Linked DNA regions of Mus musculus: regions 1 and 2 are each linked to region 3. A link is a contact called in public ChIA-PET data. All regions are on one chromosome and are shown on one strand. Each heading gives the region's core, a stretch centred on a gene start, on an enhancer-like site or on the middle of the called end of the contact. The rest is flanking DNA. Distances are from core to core; before and after follow the strand shown. Region 1 overlaps Dgkd (diacylglycerol kinase, delta). Region 2 holds the start of Usp40 (ubiquitin specific peptidase 40). Region 3 overlaps Gigyf2 (GRB10 interacting GYF protein 2).

Region 1 (3,358 bases), core at 775-3,274, 560 kb before region 3:
AAGGCGCCTACAGTGGCAAGGCCACAAGAGCAACAGCTCTACAAACCACTTATAGACCACAGGTACAGCAAGAAAAAGCCTGATGATTTACTAGAGCAGGGTGCACACTGCTCTCCAGAGTGGCTGTGGCCTTTCTCAGACACCCAGCATGGGATTTAAAGCTTTAGTGGCTCAGAAAAATCCCTGTGCATCTGTGTCTTCACTGTGCAAACCTGAGTAATAACCAAGAAGACGAAGGAAGCAAACTAAGCCAGAGAAGTCAGGCTCCAGGCCCCACTGTAAAGCAGAGCCAGCAAACAGGACCAGGCCACAAAGCCTGCAAGGTCTCAAAGAACATGGCAGAGCCTACCTGTGAATGAGGCCCCCTGCTGCCTGCCCAAACTGATCCATCTGGGTAGCTTCCTCCTCAGACAGGATCTCAGGGTGCAGGGAAAAGGAGGGTGGGCGGGACAGCTCACACTTCTGTTTGTCTTCCCAAGACTTCAGGGTGTTTTCAAAGGCCTGAGACATTAGAACACAGAGTCAGACTTCTTCCTGTGCCCTCTAGAGGGCGAGCACACCATCTGCCCACAGCAAGGTAAAAGCTATGTATGTTAGTTTAACTTTGTGCCTTTTAGAACATGTCTCACTATATAACCTTAACTGGTCTCCTGCCTCTAGATTATTGAGACTACAGGGCACACCACTATGTCAGCTAATCTCTGTATGGTGAAGAGAAATCCAAGAACAAAGATGAAACCCTTTTGCCTCTTTTATGAATGTACAGGTGAGCCCATGAGTAAGCCACTGGTAACCCAGACCCCACCAGGCCTCGATGGCAATTGCTCTTACCCTGTCTCTGGTCAATGTCTGCGCCCTGTTCTTGTGCACGATCCGAATGTACCCAGGTGGCTGGATCCAGGCTTCCCCATCCACCTGCACAGGCACGCCTTCATCCCCCAGGATGGAGATCTTCACTGTGCGACACTTAAACAGATGCCAGACTGTTATTCCCGTGCCAGGAGATTTAAAGCACCCACAGGCCTTGCTGCTCTGAGTGTCTGCACTCCCACTCCTTACCCACAGCCATTTACTTGGCCTCCTTTTCTAGCCTCTGCTCTGTTGCCCCCTCTGCCCCTACTGTTCCCTCCCCACACATCTGGGATAGGTATAACCAGAAGATCTTGGGTACAGATACGGATATCAGGCTAAAGGGGTCAAAGAGTCATGGTCCTTGCCAGATGTAAACATCCCTGGGCAGAGCAAAATCTAACATCAGATGATAAAGCTTCTGCAACTCTTTACAAAAATGTGCACAAAAACAAAAAGGTAAACTTTAAACAGCTGAGTGTTGGGGACCAAGAGAATGCAGGAAGACCCAACAGATCTTATCAGCACTGCACTGTATGTACAGTTACTCCTTCCCTGCACCCCCAAAGTGGGTGGACCTGTACCAGCTCTTCAGTGCTGTCAGAATTAAAGCCAAGAGCCCTGACCTAACTGCCCTCTCTAGCTAACCTCAGAGCTGTCTGTCAAGCCCCGGTGGGCTTAGTCATCGCCACAGACAGATCCATGTCCAAGGTGCACTGCTTCTTGCAGCAGACCAGGCTCATCTGGGCCTTTTCTACCTCAGCAAGACTCAGAGCACTCAGTGGGAGAGGGAGGCAGAGTGGGGCTGCCTCTAAGGTCCTAGTTAGGCATCTCTCTTGGGTCTCTACTGTGAGCAAATCCAAGCATCCTAGGCCAAACCCTGCCTCTCCAAACAGGGATGAGTCCTAGAAGGGGGTGGGCTAGACCTATCGAACAGCATGGCCAGTACCTGGGCAATCCGATGATGCTGTAGCTTAATTACACGAGACACAGCCATCTGCATGCTGCCGAACACAGCAACCACCTCCAGAATCTTATCATCGAATGATGGAGCTGCAAAAGTCTGAAAGGGCCAGCATGAAAGCTGTCTGCCTCACTTCCCCAAACGCGTCTCCCTCTTGCTCTGCTTCCTGTTCTGGGGGTTCTGGTGAGACAGACAAGCCCACACCCACACATGGTACAGTGATGGTGGTAAATGAAGTGCAGGGTTGGGTATCTGTTACCCAGAAGCCCAATGCCTGAGACTAGCCCTCAAACGTGCTATTTATTAGACATGAGCCCTCAGGCAAGTTAGTCATGTCCTCCGTCCTTCAGAGGGAGATGACACTGCTTGCTCCTTAGGAGGGGGAGGTATATAAAATGAACGTGCAAACAGGTTCCAGGTACTTAGAACAGTGGCCTACAAATAAGTCTGCAGTAAGTGCCAAGCTGGCTTTTTAATTACATGCAAACCTTGGTTAAAGCCCGTCAATATCTTCCTATGTTCTTGACATAAACTCCAGACTCCTGCCTTTGGCTTCTACTGCCTCATACAATGCAGGCCCTACAGGCATCTCCCTCCTCCATGCACATATTCCACACTGCACTTGGGGAACTGTTCTCTATATACTTTGCCCCTTCTTGCTTCTGAGCTTCCACATCTCCTTTCTTCTGCCAAAACAGGATACTCTCCATCTAGTGCCTGCCAATTCGGACAATTTAAGTTCTCCTTCAAGTCTCAGCTGCTTCTCACTTGATCTTGTGCTAGACCTGCCTTCTAGACACCAGGCCGATTGGTGAGGGAACCTGTCTATCTGGTCCTCCACCATGCCCACTGTTAGGACCAAGGAGATATCCCATCTAGTCATGCCTCACTGACCTTGCTAAGCCCAGCCCACCCACCTCAAACCCCATACGTACATCATCTTCCTTGGTGCCCCCCCAGAAGTTGGTCCCTCCAGCATAGCTGGGAATGTTGAGGACAGCAATTCCTTGAAGACTCGGGAGGGGAATAGGGCGGCCATCACACTGCGCCGCAGAAAGGCAGATGGAGAGAAAAGAGCAGTACTCAGTATGTGCCAGTTCTTCCTAGCACCAATTTAATATGCTGGGCCTGTGGCAAGGCAAGGCTCCTCAGGGACGATCAGGCAAGGCTCAGTAGAACTCATCTCTAACCAAGGTTGGGAGGTCACCCACCAGGCCAGGAGGCTACCACTCACCTCCAGCAGGACCTTTTGTTCCAGGTTCCTGTAGGTTCTGTGCAGCAGCTCTTTGGTGCCAAGGACACCATACCACATCATGTTCTTAGTCCTACTCCTAGAAACAGAAGTGCCACCTTGGACAGGGCTCTCTTACAATAACCTGAGTTACTGTTATGAAGCCTGGGGACTTGTGCGACCTCAAAAGGCAGCCTGGTTTCTAATTGAGCTAGATTTAAACCCCAGATACCCAGCAAGGGACAGAAGTCGCTTGTCTGCCACACTTCTAGACACCAGGGTCCTGATATGAGGCCTTAGCTCTCCATAATTAT
Region 2 (2,933 bases), core at 365-2,864, 630 kb before region 3:
AAGTGTGAGAAATGGGGGTGGGTGGGAGGGATTGGACAGTTGAGTGCCCAGAATTAGAGAAAGTACACAGAAAGTAAGCCAATCCAAGAGATAAGATAACTTTGGGGTATGGCCACTTGCAGTAAGTTGACCCCAGAGAGAGAAGGAGAACGTAGACAGGTGGTAGAATGGAACTATGAGTCAGAACATAACAAAGAGGCCAGGCTGTCCTAGGTTGCTTTCTATTGCAGTGATGAACACCACCAGTAAAAGCAACGTGGGGAGAAAAGGGTTCATTTCAGACAGCTCACAGTTCATCACGAACTCAAGGCAGGGCAGCAACTCAAGGCAGGGACTAGAGGCAGAACCTGAAGTGGAGGCCATGGAGAAACCCTGCTCTCTGGCTTGTTCCCTCTGGGTCACTCAGTTTGTTTTTTATACAACCCAGGTCCACCTTCCCAAGGTTGGCACCACCCATAGTGGGCTGGGTCCTCCCACATTAATCATTCATCAAGAAAATGTCCCCACACTTGCCTCCAGGCCAATCTTATAGAGGTATTCTCTCAGCATCTGTTCCCTCTTTCCATGTGACCCTAGCTTGTGTCCCGTTTACAAACAAAACAAAATAAAGTACAAAAACAAACAACCTACCAAGAAAAAAAAAAAGTAATCAAAACCTAACTAACAAGCACATGGGTGTAAGGGGATATAGCTGCCCAGAGGGAAGCCACCTATGCCTGTGGATCTTGGCTTACAGTGTTGAGTTTTGGTCAGGGAATAAAAGTTTAAGGTATAGCTGTGATTTTTAAATAGGAGGATAAAGTACCATAAGACAGAAAGAGATATGGCCAGGAAAGCAAAGTGAAGGGGAGGTTGCTAAAAAGCAAAGTGGTCCTCCACCTGGAGTACTGAGAGCTGTGTACTCTCCCAGTCCATTTCCTGGCCCAGACCCCTTATTCCTAGCCAATGGTCATCTCCAGTCCTTTCCTCCCAACACTTCCTCAGCGTTCTAGCCACACCAGCCTCCCTCAAATGTTCCAAAGACAAATCCCTTGGACTGATGGTCACTTGGACTCTGCCACCCTCAACCCCCATCACCCTCCATCTTTATTCCTGTTCTCCATCTCTTAAACTCTCAGCTGAAATAAAAATTAGATTTCACCTGTTTCCTTCATTCACATCCTGATAGAGGTTGGAGGAGACGAGGGAGATACAAATGGGGTCTGTGCAAAGGATGGGAAGTAACCTATCCGAAGAGCTCCAGCAGGACAGACAGTTTTGTGTGCATACATGCTTGCATGGTTATATATAAACTACTTAAGGTGGATTGAAGGCGATGTAAGAAGGTTCACAGAACGTAGAGCATTTTCACAAGTTTTGTATCAGAGATATACTTTGAAGAGGAAAAACTGTTTTAAGGTTCTTTTGTTATCCTAGAGCAGAGACTATATAAATACATACTCCACTTAAATGGTGAAAGCTCTAACAGAATGTGGCTCCAACGCTTTTTGCAGGCAGCAATAAATACAAATTTTAACTTGTAAGCCGTCTGGAAAAAGAGCAGTATAACTACCCATAAATCTCCGCGTGGCGCGACGCACCCTGGGAAGTGTAGTCGCATCTGGGGTGGGGGTGGGTGGTTGGAAATCACTTTCCAGAGACACGGCCTCCTCGGCATGGCGGTGCCCGTTCGGAGCGAGTTCGTTTACTCTGTGCTGTGGCCGGGGCGGGGGTCTGGGCTATAGGCAGTAAGTGGGGCTGGGGAACTGGGCGCAGGGAGGGACGAGGGCAGCGTAGGGACGACGCCGGCGGCCTGGGGAGAGACGCCGGGCCTCTGCTGGCAGCGCGTCAGGGGTCGGGCCGCGGGGACGCGCGCCTGGTCGCGCTCCTGGGCGCTGGGCGGCTTGGTGGGCGGCAAGGCCTCTGGAGCGGCGTGACGGGAAGCCAGCCCGCGAGCTAGCTCGAGGCCTGCCTCGCGAGTTCCATTTCTTGAGCTTTTGTTCAGAGGACTGTGTTGGGAAGGAAGAAAACTGCATTTTGGCCATTCCTATCACTTAAGAGAGTGTTCTCAGCGTTTTACCCCAAATGTCCCTTCCCCACACAAGAAACAGAACAGATTCCCGCAGGTCCCCACTTCTGCAGTTGGATTCCTGGGTATGTTTTGGAAGGCCATTGGACTCCATGGCTCTAATGACCAGAGTTTTTCTTCCTCAAGGTACTTACTCCTGGCTCTCTAGTTTAGGGCCAAAGTGCTGAAACTACTGTCAAGATTAATGTGATAGGGTTAAGTCACTGAAACGCTGTGATCTGGTACTGTGTATGAAGGGATGGGGGAAGCTGAGATTTCATAATTGATGAAGGCTCCTCCCCTTCTCTCCCCCCCCCCCTCATTTAGTGATGTGGAATCCAAGAATAGTTATCGGTTCTTGTGGGTCAAGCCCTTTGTACTCAGTAACCTTTCTTTTGTCATGTGACTGGTTTAATTTACCTATGAAAAATACGCAGCCCCATTTTACATAGAAGTAAATGTTAGCTAAAATAACTTGTCCAGGATCACACAGGTTAATCAGGACCCCGTGTAGGTAGGAAAGACAAGTCAGGTCTCGCTTTCTCCAAAACACAAACTACTGTGTTTTCTGAAGAACGATTTAACAAAACAGCTACGCTCGAATAATAAGAGAAAATTGGGGGTGGAGGTACATTTAAAGAATGGAAACATTTATGTAACATATTTTCTTTAAAGGATAGCGTTTAGTTCCACCATGTTTGGGAACCTATTTGAAGAGGATTATTCCAGTGTGTCAAGTAGTCAGTATGGAAGAGGGAAGAAATTAAAGACTAAAGGTTTGGAGCCGCCTGCCCCTAGAGAATTCACCAATTTAAGTGGAATCAGAAATCAGGGTGGAACCTGTTACCTCAGCTCCCTTCTTCAGACGCTTCATTTCACACCTGAA
Region 3 (2,999 bases), core at 483-2,982:
CCTATCATGATACTCCTTTCCTGCAGTCCCTTTAGCAGCAGATCTGCCAGTTAGTATTTAGAAAATATAGGAAAGCAATGATGAGAACAAAAATTCCACCTGGCCACCTACCAAACCTTAGCTCCCAATGACTAGAATATTATTATTTTACCTGGAAACATTACAGACCATGTTATATATACTACCTTGGCAATATTTTCCCACATTTGTGGTTCTGAGTACTAAACCTCAGGGTGCTGAGCAAGACAGCCACCACTGTTACAACCTTAACCCTTCTACCCTTATTTTGAGATCAAGGCTCATCCTTAACTGTAAGAATTATATATTATGTTTTATTGTACAGAAATTTCAGGAAAAGCAGAAAAGGGATAAGTTCTGTGTTTTCAAAATGTTCTTTCTTGAGGGAAGGCCAGGGGCTAGAGAGGAGACAACACTCCCACCCAACTTCTGTGATTCTCTAGGTCACACCATGCAGCCCATTTTGGTCTGGAACTCATGATTCTTCTGTCTTGGCCTCCCAAGTGTTAGGATCACAGGAACACGCAACCCTGTACCACTCATGAAAGGAACGCGGTGTGCTTTGTTTTGTTTGGAGTACTGAGGGCTGAACCTCCCTAGAGAGCTACCAATGGGTTAGAATCCTAGCCATTTTTTTCCATTTTTATTTTGAGTTCAGAAGTTTGCTAAATTGTGCAGGATAGCCAGTACTCCAGAATCTCCTTCCTCAGCCTGTCAAATAACTGGCACACAGGCAAGTCCTATAGAATACCACTAGGGTGAGTTTTATAGACCAGCAAATGCTTAATTACATTACAATCTCAACACTTTAGTTACCTTTCTTCCCAGCTCTGTGATCTATGCATTTCCCTGCCACCTCCTCGCCCAAACACACCCTCTACTTCATCAAAACTTCTTTGGTAGAAACCACATTCACCTCTACCTCTGCCTGAAAATAAGAAAACAGGGGGAGGGGAAATAGTTAGAAACCAACATCCAACAAGTATGTTCAACACTGAAGGTTAATCTCTATGAAGTTCTATCTCTCTGTACACTTCAAGACGGCCACATTTAAGTATTTAGCAAGACATAATGGCTCTGATAGAACTGAACTGGGGTATGAAAAAAATAAACCAACCACTCGTGAAGGAATCCCAGTCCTGAACAATACACAGCACCAACAGGAAACTCATCAGTGACGAGGTCCACAGTGGCGTCTACCAAGGCTAGTACACCATTATAAATTGAATGTTTTCATGGATTGTTTTCAATAACTACTGGGGAAATCTTACTATGGGGAACTTCTAGAGAGAAACTCTAGTAGGAAGTGTCAATCACGATAAAATTCCTTTATCCAATTCCAGAAAAAAGATAGCAGAAGTGAACTGAACAACTGTAGGACTGCGAACTATATTCTTACAGGATAAAAAGAATCCTTCACTGAGGTAAGGAAAATTAGCAACACTAAAGTCATTCCGCAGAGTAGTTGGAGTATAGGGACTTAAAAGCTTTGCAAATCAAATGTTAGCAGGCTTCTAATGAAGGCCATCTGGTTAACTATCAACCTGTGACTCTGCTCAGAATCTATCCCAGTAGAAACATTTTTACAGAGTCAAGTGGGGTGGAACATGCCTATAATCTCAGCATTTGGGGCTGAAACAGAGAACTGACAGCTCAAAGCCAGCTTGTGTTACATCAAGAATGACTCAAAAAGCCTAAGAAAGATGAAAAGGACCGAAAGGGAAAGAAGAAAAAAAGAACAAAAGGGAAGGAGAGGGAGGCACTCACAAGTATGTAAACCATCATGCAATGCATACAGTTTCAACCAGTGATAAGACTTACTATAACCACTCACTGTTCAACCACATTATAATGGAGTTGAAAACTCTGAAGTAACTAGAGACTTATTTGTGATGGTGCTGGTCTAAAGAAATCTACTGAACTGCCAGTCACTTAAAAACATGGCATATTTGCCAGCATGTAGTACACAGTATGTGATTGTGACAATGAAAAGTTATTTATTTGAGGATATATTATATTTTCAAGTGTACTTATTTTAAATTTACTATAAAACAATATCCCATTTATACCACAAGCAACAGCATATATCTTGTAATCATTGTCTTTTAACTGTATCTGGAGGCCAAACCAAGTAAATAACCTAAACCATATAAGCCTGTGTAAATTATAATGTTCATATATCAATGAAAATAAAATAACCTAATGAGGCTCGCGTCTTGTTAAATAAGGCATGACACATATTTGTATGAAAACGAACACTTGAATTTCAAAACACTAGAAACAACCTAATAATAGTTGGCTAAATAAATTCTGATGAAACATCCCAGAACAATACAAATCCACATAACTAAGGCACTAATGTTAACTCAGACCTGTGCTACTGAATGACAAAAGCATACTCAAGTGGGGGGGGGGGGTGATATTGTGATGTTGTCCATACTGCTGCACAGCTAAGAGTGACTGAGACACATGCAGATATGTATGTAGCACGCACTTTCAGCTTTGGACATTCTGTAGTTTACTCAATGAACATGTGAACAGTACTGACACAAATGAAGAAACTAGAGGAGGCATGGGAGTTTGGGGTGCATTTATAACAAAAAATACCTTAGCAGCTATCCCAAACTTAACTTCTCCCATAGATCAAAATGATCAGAAGAAAATGATAAAGCTTTATTTTGTGTATGGTGCTAGGTACCAAACAGAGCACAATGCAAATGCTAGGCAAAAGCTCTACCACAAAAAATACACCTCTAACCCGAAAATAATATATTCTGAATGAAACATCCAATGAAGCAAGTGAATTCAAGTACCCATGCACTTCATCATAACCTATCAGGAACTGACTCAGATTACAGGAATACTTCCATGACTCTTACAAAATACTGAAAAAAATTATATAATATATATTAGGATATTCTCTTGACTAGACTAGTATCCACTTTGTCTATAAAATAAAAGTGAAAACTACAGTTTAACTC

Evidence for each region. ChIA-PET counts read pairs in DNA pulled down with a chosen protein or histone mark.
Region 1: a contact with region 3 is called in an RNA polymerase II ChIA-PET map of memory CD8 T cells, with 15 read pairs. The contact joins two enhancer-like sites. A contact is called at or near these places in 1 of 115 datasets of contacts at active chromatin or transcription factors (memory CD8 T cells) and 2 of 9 other capture datasets (adipose tissue and liver).
Region 2: a contact with region 3 is called in an RNA polymerase II ChIA-PET map of memory CD8 T cells, with 8 read pairs. The contact joins the promoter of Usp40 here to the enhancer-like site in region 3. A contact is called at or near these places in 8 of 39 promoter capture datasets (the HPC-7 cell line, HPC-7-derived erythroid cells, cranial neural crest and 5 more), 3 of 115 datasets of contacts at active chromatin or transcription factors (astrocytes, large pre-B cells and memory CD8 T cells) and 2 of 9 other capture datasets (adipose tissue and macrophages).

The regions. Positions count from the first base shown.
Region 1 is chr1:87,933,892-87,937,249 of GRCm38.p6, reverse strand. It overlaps Dgkd (diacylglycerol kinase, delta), which reads right to left. Exons shown (of 30, transcript NM_177646.3): 20 at 3,048-3,144; 21 at 2,749-2,856; 22 at 1,799-1,912; 23 at 832-966; 24 at 350-501. Among named protein-coding and RNA genes, the nearest start is that of Usp40, 73 kb to the left of the region's middle. Within about 2 kb of position 2,024, at least 63 of the 459 cell types and tissues checked have an H3K27ac peak or open chromatin away from gene starts, as enhancers often do. A contact at or near this core is called in memory CD8 T cells, where this site is marked.
Region 2 is chr1:88,007,232-88,010,164 of GRCm38.p6, reverse strand. Usp40 (ubiquitin specific peptidase 40) reads left to right here and starts at 1,614. Exons shown (of 32, transcript NM_001198573.1): 1 at 1,614-1,727; 2 at 2,723-2,933. The coding sequence starts at 2,742.
Region 3 is chr1:87,376,919-87,379,917 of GRCm38.p6, reverse strand. Gigyf2 (GRB10 interacting GYF protein 2) reads right to left here. Exons shown (of 29, transcript NM_146112.4): 7 at 835-946. Among named protein-coding and RNA genes, the nearest start is that of Kcnj13, 16 kb to the left of the region's middle. Within about 2 kb of position 1,732, at least 15 of the 459 cell types and tissues checked have an H3K27ac peak or open chromatin away from gene starts, as enhancers often do. A contact at or near this core is called in memory CD8 T cells, where this site is marked.